2 separate regions of the Ovis aries genome follow, and region 2 is linked to region 1. Evidence: chromatin contacts called from public Hi-C data. All regions are on one chromosome and are shown on one strand. The core of a region is the stretch at or near the end of the contact, and the rest is flanking DNA. Distances in the headings are between cores, read along the strand shown. Region 1 has its middle 28 kb from the start of RTP1. Region 2 holds the start of ADIPOQ (adiponectin, C1Q and collagen domain containing).

Evidence for each region. Hi-C and Micro-C count contacts between places; a contact is called where the count stands out from the background.
Region 2: a contact with region 1 is called in a Hi-C map of tail adipose tissue, with 10 times the contacts expected there. The contact joins the promoter of ADIPOQ here to the enhancer-like site in region 1. A contact is called at or near these places in 15 of 16 Hi-C or Micro-C datasets (blood, hypothalamus, liver and 7 more).

What each region holds. Positions count from the first base shown.
Region 1 is chr1:200,906,616-200,912,039 of ARS-UI_Ramb_v3.0, reverse strand. No RefSeq gene overlaps it. Among named protein-coding and RNA genes, the nearest start is that of RTP1, 28 kb to the right of the region's middle. Within about 2 kb of position 3,574, at least 3 of the 54 cell types and tissues checked have an H3K27ac peak or open chromatin away from gene starts, as enhancers often do.
Region 2 is chr1:201,200,986-201,206,230 of ARS-UI_Ramb_v3.0, reverse strand. ADIPOQ (adiponectin, C1Q and collagen domain containing) reads left to right here and starts at 3,961. Exons shown (of 3, transcript NM_001308565.1): 1 at 3,961-4,020.

The DNA.
Region 1 (5,424 bases), core at 2,325-4,824:
TTGCTACTTTATTTCTTAGTCTCTATTTCTTTCTGCCTCTCTCCGTGTGTTTCTCTTGCTTGCTCACATTCTTAACCTCTTTTCTTTTCCTTTTGCTGAAAGAAACCTTACTGTGAAACAGAAACATATATAAAAGGGCATAAATCATTAACCATTTGTGGTTAATGGGGCATAACCCATTAAAGTTTAGCAAGTAATTATAAATTGGGCACCTATGTTACTTCTGCAAAGGTGGCAAATAGATTAATGCTAGGATTCATAGCCTTCAGTACATACCGTCCTGACCACAAATACTTCAGTCTTCACAAGCCTCGGTTTTGTATATCAGTTTCTTGCTTTTCTTCATAGTGTGATCACTTCTATGTGTCTCCTAAACAGTATAGTTTAGTTTTGCCTATTTTTGAATGTTATTGCCATGGAATCATACCGTATATATTCTTTCATGTCTGTCTTCTTTCACATTAGGTTTGTAAGATTTATCAATATTGCAGCTTGTAGCTATAATCCATTCGTTTTCATTGATTCTTATTATTCATTGGATGGACGTGCTGAGATTTATTCAACTATCTGACATCAAATTGTAGTTTTCAGACAACTTGGTTTGCCTTTAAAAATAAGGGCTGGATTTGCTGCCCCCATGTGTCTTTCAACAACTATAACAACATCATTATATAGATCTTACTCCTCAAGGGCAAAGAGCTCCCCAAATCAGTTTCACCAGGCCAGCTTGCTCAAATTACACCTGGGGGCTGAGGAGACCACACCTTTCAGCTGCAAAGAGCTCTGTGAGGGAGAGGCCTTTATTACCAGCACAAAGCTCAGTGCTAACTCTTTTGAGGTTTGAGTTACCAGGTCTGAAAAGAATTTGCCATCAATAGATCTGCCAGATATAGTGGGGAGGTGCCCAGGTGCCTAAACGCATGTTTTTCAAAAAGGTATCTTTTACAATGTTATTAACTCAGATACCAAGTCTTACTCTGAAAGCAGGCTGGGGAAATTCACTTCAACAGGCGTTTTATTCACCTGATGTTTATTGAGTACCATACATTGTTCTAGGTATTAGAATCCAAAACTAAACCAATACAGTAAACAAATAGGCACATAACTTTGTAAGTTATTTTTTATCACAAGTTAGTGATAAGTATTAAAAAGAAAGCAAATTAATGGTAACGAAATAGAGAATAACCAGCTGGTTCTTGAAGTGCCACTCAGAGAAGGTGACATGCAGAAAGGTGAATGGTGTAACAGAGCAAGCCACGTGAGGGCCCAGGGGAAGAGCACAGGTGAAGGGAACTACAAAGGCAAAAGCACTGAGGAGGAAAAGAACTAATTATGCTTGCAGAATACTGAGAAGGTTAGTTTGATGAAAGCAGAGGAGGGAGGCTGAGATTAGCAGGAGATGAGGTGGAGAGATAGGTAGAACATTGCAGGTACGGTAAGAAAATTGGATTTTACTCTGAGAGTGATGGAAATCCACTGGAGAGTTGAAGTGGGGAGTGATGTGGTTTAATTTATGCTTTGAAATTACCCCTCTGGCTCCTGGGTAGAAAATTGATTAGGAGGGTACAAAAGTGTAAACAGGGCGATAAAAGAGAAAACTGTTGCGAAAAATCCTAGCCAAAAATGAGATAACTCTGGACTAGGTGAAATGGTGGAGGTTGTGAGAAGTGGTCATATGAAGGGTGTATCTTGGAGACTGAACCCACAGGACATGCTGATGAACTGGTTGTGTCGAAAGAGGAAAATAGGAGTTCAGGATGATTTCTGATTTGGGCTTAGCAGGTAGTAGAGGGGTGGAGATCAGAGTGGTCAGGAGAAGAGACGCATCTCAAGTTCTAGTGGGAGTGCATTAACCTTGAGATACTTATTATGTTGTAGCCACCTGTTCCGGGAAACAAACTCACTCAGAAGGACAATGCAGATAGTGGAATGCAGTTTATTACACTGGCGGGCCCAAAACAGAATCTCCTCTTAGCTAAGGACCCCGACCAGTTTTTGTGAAAATCTTATATACCCTAAGTGTATAAGGTTCCCTGAAACTCGTCTGAACAAAGGAAAAAGAAAGATACAATCAAAGTTAAACCATGATCATATGCTTTAAGCCTAGATAGTTAACACTGGACAATTATCAATAGGCCTCTGGTCATACCCCAATAAGCATAATAGAATGTATGATTCTATTCGGTTACACAGATACTTAGGGTATTCTTTTAGGCGAGGGAGAGCCCTGGGGCTCTTCCTTCCGGGGGCCTGGTTTTCCAGTTGGTATGTCGTTTCCATAGGTACTGGGCATATAGCTCAAAGTCCACAGTCTGGCCCAAGAAGGAGTCCTGCTTTCAAGACAGAGCCTGTTCTGTTTCCTCCTTCAATTACACATCCAAGGGGACATGTCCAGGAGATGGGTGGCACATAAGTCTTGGATAGAGACGGGGACTAGAGGCATACATGTGGGAACCGTTGTGGGGCTGAATGAGATTACTAAGGAGTGAGAGGAGAAGAAAACATGGCTGAGGACTAAACTCTGGGACACTGAACATTCAGACAGCTGGAAGAAAGGTGGGGCCAGTAAAGGAAACTGCGCAGGAATGGGCAGCGAGGAAGAAGGAAAAGCAAGAGCGTTTAGTATCCCAGAAGCCAATTTCTAACAGTGGTTAAAAAAAGGAAAGCATAAACTGCCCTCCCCTTCACCCCTAAAAATGCTATTGAAAGGTCAAGTAAAATGAGAATTGAGAATTGACAACTGATTTTCTGGGAGGAAGTCACTGGTGACTGTGGTAAAGAATGACCTTAGTAGGGCTGATGGATGCTTAGTAGGAAGCTTGATTGGAAAGAATTAAGACTAGAGGGAGAGATGAGACATTGTGTGAAGACATTCAAGAAGTTTTTAAGAAATTCAATCCATGCTCATAAGAAGTTGAGTTTATAAAGATTAACGAACATTTCAGAAGGCTTCTGTGTCTTGTGAATTTATATGTTACACTACAGGTCAGCAAAGAAAAAAAGCTAAAAAAAAAAGCTTTCATGGTTTGCTGACAGGAAAACAACGGAAACATTTTGAAGAAATCCCTTTTGCATTTAAGTGGTGTAAAAGTGGAGTAGAAACACAAAGTCTCCCTAGATTAGGCATTAGCAGAAGACAGCTAGATATGTGACTTCACCATGGTGATGGTGTGGATCAAGAGGGCGTACCAATCAGTGGCTGAGATTTTGTACATGATCTCCTTTAAAACAACACAAATTTAATAACCTTATATATTTGTTTCCTCTTACTTTTTCATTCTTAGTTTCTCTTTAACTGCCTATTTCTAACCTATTTAATGTAACTTTTTTTTTTACAGTTTAACTGTTGAATTCTTTATTTTTAAAAGCTGCTCTAACTTTTTTTTTATCAGGGAAGTCATCATTTTTTAGCAGACCCATGTAGTTACTGATGTGTTTGTAATTCTGGAAAGTAAGGTGAGAGGAAGGCATAACAACCCCCCCTACTGGCAGCACCACTGAACTACAAATCTCAGCCCTAGGAGTAAATAGCCTGGAGAATTCTGGTCTTGCAGCCAGAGAATACAAAGGCCCATAGTATTGGGGTTGACTCTGGAACAAAGGTTGGAGATAAAAGGGAAAGACTTGACTGTGGCCTAACCAACTGTGAAGACTGTTGTATGTATTGTATAAGAATCTGCCTGTAATGCAGGAGACATGGGTTCAATTCCTGGATCAGGAAGATGCTCTGGAGAAGGAAATGGCTATCCACTCTAGTATTCTTGCCTGGAGCATTCCATGGACAGAGAAGCCTGGCGGGACTGTAGTCCATGGGGTCACAAAGAGTCGACATGACTGAGCCACTATTATGTTGTGTATATGTATATTAGCATCCCTCCATTCCCTTTTTGACTGCAGTCACGCTGTTCAAGCCGGGTTGACATCTCTTACCTTTCATAGCTCCAGTGTGGGCCATGACTGGGCCAGACCAGTGATGCAATTTCAGCCCCTGTGCACAGTGGTTGGACCAATAAGTGATTGCCTTGGCTGGTCTAATCAAAGGTGAGGGGCAGGATACCATTATTTCAAGATTAGGAGAAATAAGCTTTTCTTCTTCCACTGGACGTGAAAAGAGAAAACATATATTGTCTGGCTCATGTTGACAGCCATCTTGCAACTACCAGGGAAGCCAGACTTAGTTTAAGTTCCTGTCTCAAAAAGTTAGAACAGAAAGATGAAAGGTGGAAACAGAATTAAATGGATTTCAATGATTCTGTTGAGCCACTTGGTCAAGGCTTCTTGGAACTCAACCTGTCCCTGATAGGTTGACTTTTAAGCAGATTCCTTTAATTGTTTATACTATTTGACTTAGAATTTCTTTTACTTGAAGTAATATAGAAGCCTCTATAAATCTACTGCCCAAACTTTCCCTGCCCCCAAAAGGGCGAAAGATTGATCCTAGAAGCAGAGGCAGGACTGAATGTCCAGTTGGTGAGTGACGGGGCCCAGCTACAGGACAGATTGCAAGTTGCTGAGCAAGACACTAAACAGCTAAAGAGCAGAGGGGCCATGTCTGGAAACCATGAAAGAGGGAGTCCTCGGTGTATGGAGGGGGCAGGAAGGAGTTCTCGGAAAGCCTGACTGGCACCAGAGAAGACTTGGCTGTAGTCTTTGGAAAGCAGACAAATGGAGGTTGCCTAGGCTTCCCTCTCCGTCCTCCAGAGCCCCCAGCCCACTACAGAGACTAGGAAAACTCTGAGTCAGTATTATGGGGGCAGATATATCCAAGCTCCAACACATCAACTCCATCCTGTCCATCCTAGCAGAATGCCAAAGACAGGTGAACTCAAGAATTGATAGGCGGAAAAGGTGGACGAGGGAGGTGACATCACTGGGTCACCTTAGGGAGGGGGAGTAACCCTGTGATACTCTTCAACCCTCATTGCTACCGCCTCAGGAAGCATCCTTGATCCTGGCTCACAGGGAATGCCGCCGAGGCTTTTTTGTAATGTGGAACTTGGCAAAACAGGAGATGCCCTTCAACTCTTCTTCTGCCTTGCACAGTATTTCTCACCCTGTCTTCATTCTGCTCCAAGCCCTCTCCTTCCAGAATCACTGTGATTTTGCACAAACAGAGATGTTCTCAGGGTTAGGTGATCTAGGCTTTGAATCCCAGTTCTGCCCTGTACAGGGTCTGTGACCTTGGTTAGTCACTTGCCCTCTCAGGATGCCAACGTCTTCATTGAAAGAAAAACTCAGGGCGGGGTGAGGGGGAGAAGAGCACAATCAAAGGCACGTTGTGGGCTTGCATATTCCGGAAGTGAAGAGTTTGGATCTGACTGACCTGCCCAGCTTTTCCTGGAAACATCATCAGTAATACTGAAGTAAATACATCTTTGCTTCCAAATTACTGTCGTGTTTCTGAGTGACATGAATGTTTTCTCT
Region 2 (5,245 bases), core at 2,712-5,211, 290 kb before region 1:
AAAAAAAAAAATCCTCAAAAAACTGGGTCATAGGCATATCTTCACTCCTGTTCACTGTTAGGGAAGAAATTGAAGAATCATAGGTGTAATATTTTAAGATTCAGCCAGGAGTAGCTGAGTCTCTAATATTCTATGGGTGAACATTTTGTCATATCCTAACTCCTAGCTTTAAGGGGTGGTAGGAATTATAGTCCCTAATAATGGAGGCCATTTCCCAGCTACTAGGCCATTAATACATAGCATGGTCATCCAACCAGCCTGTAGTGAAGCAGAGACTGGAATTCAGGTTTCCCAACTCCAGGTCCAGAGTCCTCATTGCCACAGTAGCAATTCTGGACTTAGCCAACGTATATGGAGTCCTCTTGTATGCCGAGTTCCGTGTCAGAATATGGGGTTGGAAAGTTTTTTTAAATACAGTCTCCCAATTACATGTTTACTCAAATATCAAGCTTTATAAGTGGATAAACTTTCAGATATGACTTTACTACTTATATATTAGAGCTTTGCATCATGCTATTTTCATTGGCCAAGAGGATACTTTCTCCTGATAAAGAATAAACACACACAATGATCAGTATAGAGAATCCTGAAATATCCCCTCCATGCATTTGAAAACTGACTATATATAAAAAAAAACATTTAATATTAGAATGTAAAAGACAAATATGTATTAAAATGGGTGCTGGGTATACTAAGAATGCAAAAAAAAAACAAAACTAGATTTTACCTTATTTTTTAAAACATGAGTTGCTAATGCAGTACTCTAAAGCTGAGCATCAGTTTTTCTTTCAGATGAAGCAAGATAACCCATATGACCTTGCTCAGCCTGGAAAGCCCCGACTTATGTACACATAAATAATGGGCCAATTAGAGACTGCCAGATGTACTTGAAAGTCATTCAGAAAGTTTCCCCCACTCTCGAAAATCTCACCCTGCCGGAACTAGAAAATCTCACCCTAAAAGAACTCTCACCAAAGACTGTCTTAGGACTTCATCCTCCTTTCAACTAATAGAGAATTTTGGTGTGAGGAGTGTTCTAAGGATACAGGCTCTCAAACATATGAACCGAGGGTTGCTTATTTGAACTGGCCTCCTTGCTGGTGAAAGTGGGTTGCTGTTAGTCCAAAGAATGAATGACAAAACAGGAGTCTTAATTTTGTATCTGAGTTTGCCTTGGATAAAGTGCAACTGTAGTCAAGTCTTTGGAAGAGATACAGGAATGAAAACTTTTTTTGGTCATTTCTAGGAATTGGGGGATGGAGTGGGAGGAAGGCCACAGGGTGTGTTTCTTCTGTGTCTTGATTATACTGACTTATTTTAATTAAGATTATTTTTTAAAAAATCACGATTAAGCAAAAATATATGCAATACTTAAACATACTTATGGGAGGGAGAGATCACATGACCTGCTCTTTTCAGTACCCTAGTTGCCATGCTGACGGGATTGAATGGTAGCCATGACACAGCCTGGAGGAAAGGCTCACATGTGTTTGATTATTTCGCTTTCGATAGTAACAGCTCAATCCTGGGAAAAAGACTAGCCTCAAGGCACCTCTGACTGAATGCTTTTCAGTCTCAGTCGCTAAGCCAGTATGCCGCAGACTTGTGTCTTTCCACATGTTGGCCCTTGTGTAGTGAATGGCAGATTTCCCTGAGGCCTCAAAATGCTAGGCTTGCACAACGTTCCTGACTCACAGCCAGGTAAGCACAGTAGCCATGCGACTTGGGGGCTAAGGTCATTCCATGTTGTGCAATCATTTAACCTTGCTGTAAACAGCTGTATTCCCATAAGATTGGAAGAAAGTATTTTTTATGCCAAACCCAAAGCTACCCTGAAGTAAGTGCATGAATCTTAGTATCTTATAGTCCATCAGGAGGAGTGAGAGCAGGTCCTGGAAAGCATATGGGTTGTGGTAGACTAGGTTCCAGTCTTGGATCTGTCCAAGATTGTACAAATCTGGACAAATTGCTTAAACTCACTGAACTGCAGACACTTGATTTGTAAACTAGGAGACAGAGTTATCTCCAAGGGGAAGATTAAATAGAATCACTCCCTGATTTTCCATTCAGCATTTATCATTGCCCACATTATACCAGGTCTTATTCTCAGGGTTTGAGGGTAAAACATTGAACAGACAAGGCAGCTGCTTTCATGAAGTCTACAGTCTAGTATGGAGAGACAGATAGTAATGCAAACCCAAAATAAATCAGAGATGCCACAATAAAAAGAAAATGCTGGAGTAATTGAGCGTTGCTGCAGTTTTTCTATGTTTTCTCCTCAGTCCTGCTTCTCTAGTAAACTAGAACCTCATTTTCATAAGCCTCTTACCTAAGCCAGTAGGCCTTTGGGGAGAGACACTCATGACTCTAATCTCAAAGGCCTGATGTGACTCCTCTCGAAATATTTGCATATTAGCAGGAGGCTAGGCTTTAGATCAGGGCTTCCTTGGTGGTTCAGCAGGTAAAGAATCTGCCTGCCAATGCAGGAGACCTGGGTTCGATCCTTGGGTCAGGAAGATCCTCTGGAGGAGGACATGGCAACCCACTCCAGTATTCTTGCCTGGAGAATTCCACAGACAGAGGAGCCTGGTGGGCTATAGTCCATGGGGTTTCAAAGAATTGGACGTGACTGAAGTGCCTGAGCACAGCACAGCACAAGACTTAGATCAGACTTTCACTTTACTTTGCTGGGGGCTTTTAGGCTCTATGTGGTCAGCAGAGGTGGTATTTAGGGGCAGGCAAATACTTGCCCACCCTCTGCCTGAGGACTGAATGTCTGCAGAAATTATTGCTGGAATCCTGAGCCCTTGCTGGGGTCATAATTTAATGTATCAGAATTTGTAGCTTGCAGGAAGTGGCGCTGATCCTGTCCTTCAAAAACAGAATGTGGCTTTGCCAAGACAGAGTTTGAGGTGATGAACACTGACACTTTAAGCCCTCTAGGAATACCTGTGTGCCTTAGCACCACTCCAGGCTGCTCCCAACCCAGGGGAGGGTTCCCCAGTAGGTGGGGTACAGGCTTAGGCGCTGGCAAAATGGGGACTCACACACATGTGAAAAGTTAGTTTTCAAAAGCTTACCCAGAATTTTGGAGCCAGAAAATCCATGAAAGATGCTAATCTCCCCTGTATGTGCTAAACTGCTTCAGTCGTGTCGTACTCTTCACGACCCTATGAACTGTAGCCCACAAGGCTCTTCTGTCTGTGGGATTCTACTGGCAAGAATAACGGGGTGAATTGCCATGCCCTCCTCCGGGAGATCTTCCTGACCCAGGGACTGAGCCCACGTCTCTTGTGTCTTCTGTATTGGCATAAAGTGGTTCTTTACCACTTGCACCACCTGAGAAGCCCAATCTCTCCTAGTTAGTATATATTTTCTAATATATTGAATTTGAATCACATACAGGTGGGAGCTTCAAAATCATTTGAAATCCAGGGCCTTTAATAATCGTAATCTGGCTCTGCTTCACACCACCCCAGAAATGTTCCCTCACCTCAGTCCTCAAAATTAACATGCAAAATCTTTCCCCAGTCTGGGGTTCAGTCCAGAGAGGAAAGGATGTATTGTATTTCTTGCTATACTGTGGTTCCCTGTCATGTAGAGTGAGTGGGAGCTGATGGTGGTAACTTGTGCCCCAGATCACCAGGCAATTCATTTTACATAAAGAAAGACTTTGTTTTCCTGCTTCTGATCTTGACCCTTGGTCCCATCTTCTGTTGCTGTTGTAAGAGGCAAAAATAAAGGCCAAAGCCTGGAGACATAAGTGTGATGCCTGCAGCTCTACTTGGCATCCTAAGCCCGAATTGGGTTGCACCAGGTTCCCTCGGGTGGCAACCCAAGGGAGCTGCCAGGGGCTGTGTCTACCCATTGGTCTCTGGTTCTCACTGTGCTGGCCAATGGGAAGGGACAGTGGTGAGGCGGGGTCTGCTTACCCCCATGAGTACCGGGCCACTGAGGCCAGGCCATCGCCTCTTACTTCCACACTGACCGAAGTCTGTGGCTCTGATTCCACACCTGAGGGTAAGGATGACTGATTCAATTTCTAGGCTGGAGGTGAAGGCTCCTTACCATGGAGCCTTTGGCTGGGCTGTGCCCAGGCTACCCTGGTAGCAGGGTGGGGAGAGATACAGGCAAAACCCTGGTCAGGCCAGCACTGGTGGAGGCTGACAAGCCTTGGGCTTCTGCCTCGATTTTCCTAGAGCTCCAAGAGAAAAGGGACTGTTGCTTCTGGTCAAAATGTCGGGGACCATCCTGAATTTTGTCCAGTTCACTCTGTGGTAAAGGAGCTTAACCAAAGAAAAGGTTGGGGTCAGTGAAGTGGGGGGGATGGTCCAGCAATAAAGTTCAATTATATGAGAGGAGAAGATGATACATCACTTCTCAGCTGACCAAGTAGGGCAGAGAAAGAAGCACATGAAGAAGCAGCTTGGGGAATGCCTGAGCTCTGACCTCAGACTGAGTTTGGAGCCCAACTCTGCCACTGGAGTCTGCTCAGCAGTATTTATTGAGCAGATTTTACAGGCCAGACCCTGGGTGCGGTTTGTGAGATACAAAGATGGATGAGACACGATCATTATCTGTAGATTTTGGGGGATGTCTGTAAACACATGGCTATCTACACCATTGTGGGGATATCTCACAGGATGATGGAGAAGTTCAAAAGAGGTAAGGTGAGCAAGCAGCCTGGCATCTACTGGGAACTTATGAAAAATCTTTTTTGTAGCAGACACCTCCTGACAGAAGCCACGATCTGTCCGGCCTTTGCCAAGCCCAATCCCGCCTGCCCTGGGGAGTGCTGCGCTTGAGGCATCCTGGCTGTTTCCGGCCATTGATGCAGAGGCTGGAGTGGAAGGGATTTTAGAGGTCAGGCTGGCCTGCGTGTCTGAGGATGCAGGTCCCTGGTCTGGGGAGACTCTGGTGTTCAGATCAAGCCTCAGGAGGGGTGCAACCATCTCACTGCTGGGGATTCCTGTTCTTAGGGGGTAAGGTCAGCTCCTCCCGACAAGGCTGGGACAGGGGGGACTTGATGCTAGCAGAATATGTCCAAAGGAGCATGAGGGTGTCAGCTTTGTTGTTGAAGGTGAGCGGTGGGAAGGGAGCCTGAAGCGTAATTGGCTGTTCCTGTTGCCTCCCTCCCTTCATTCTTGAGGATTTGTAAGGAGGGCCGGAGGACTGGCTTCTTGTGCTTTCTAAGGTGGCTGTGGGGACAGACTTCCTTCTTACTCCCTGTCGACCTGGGGGGCCA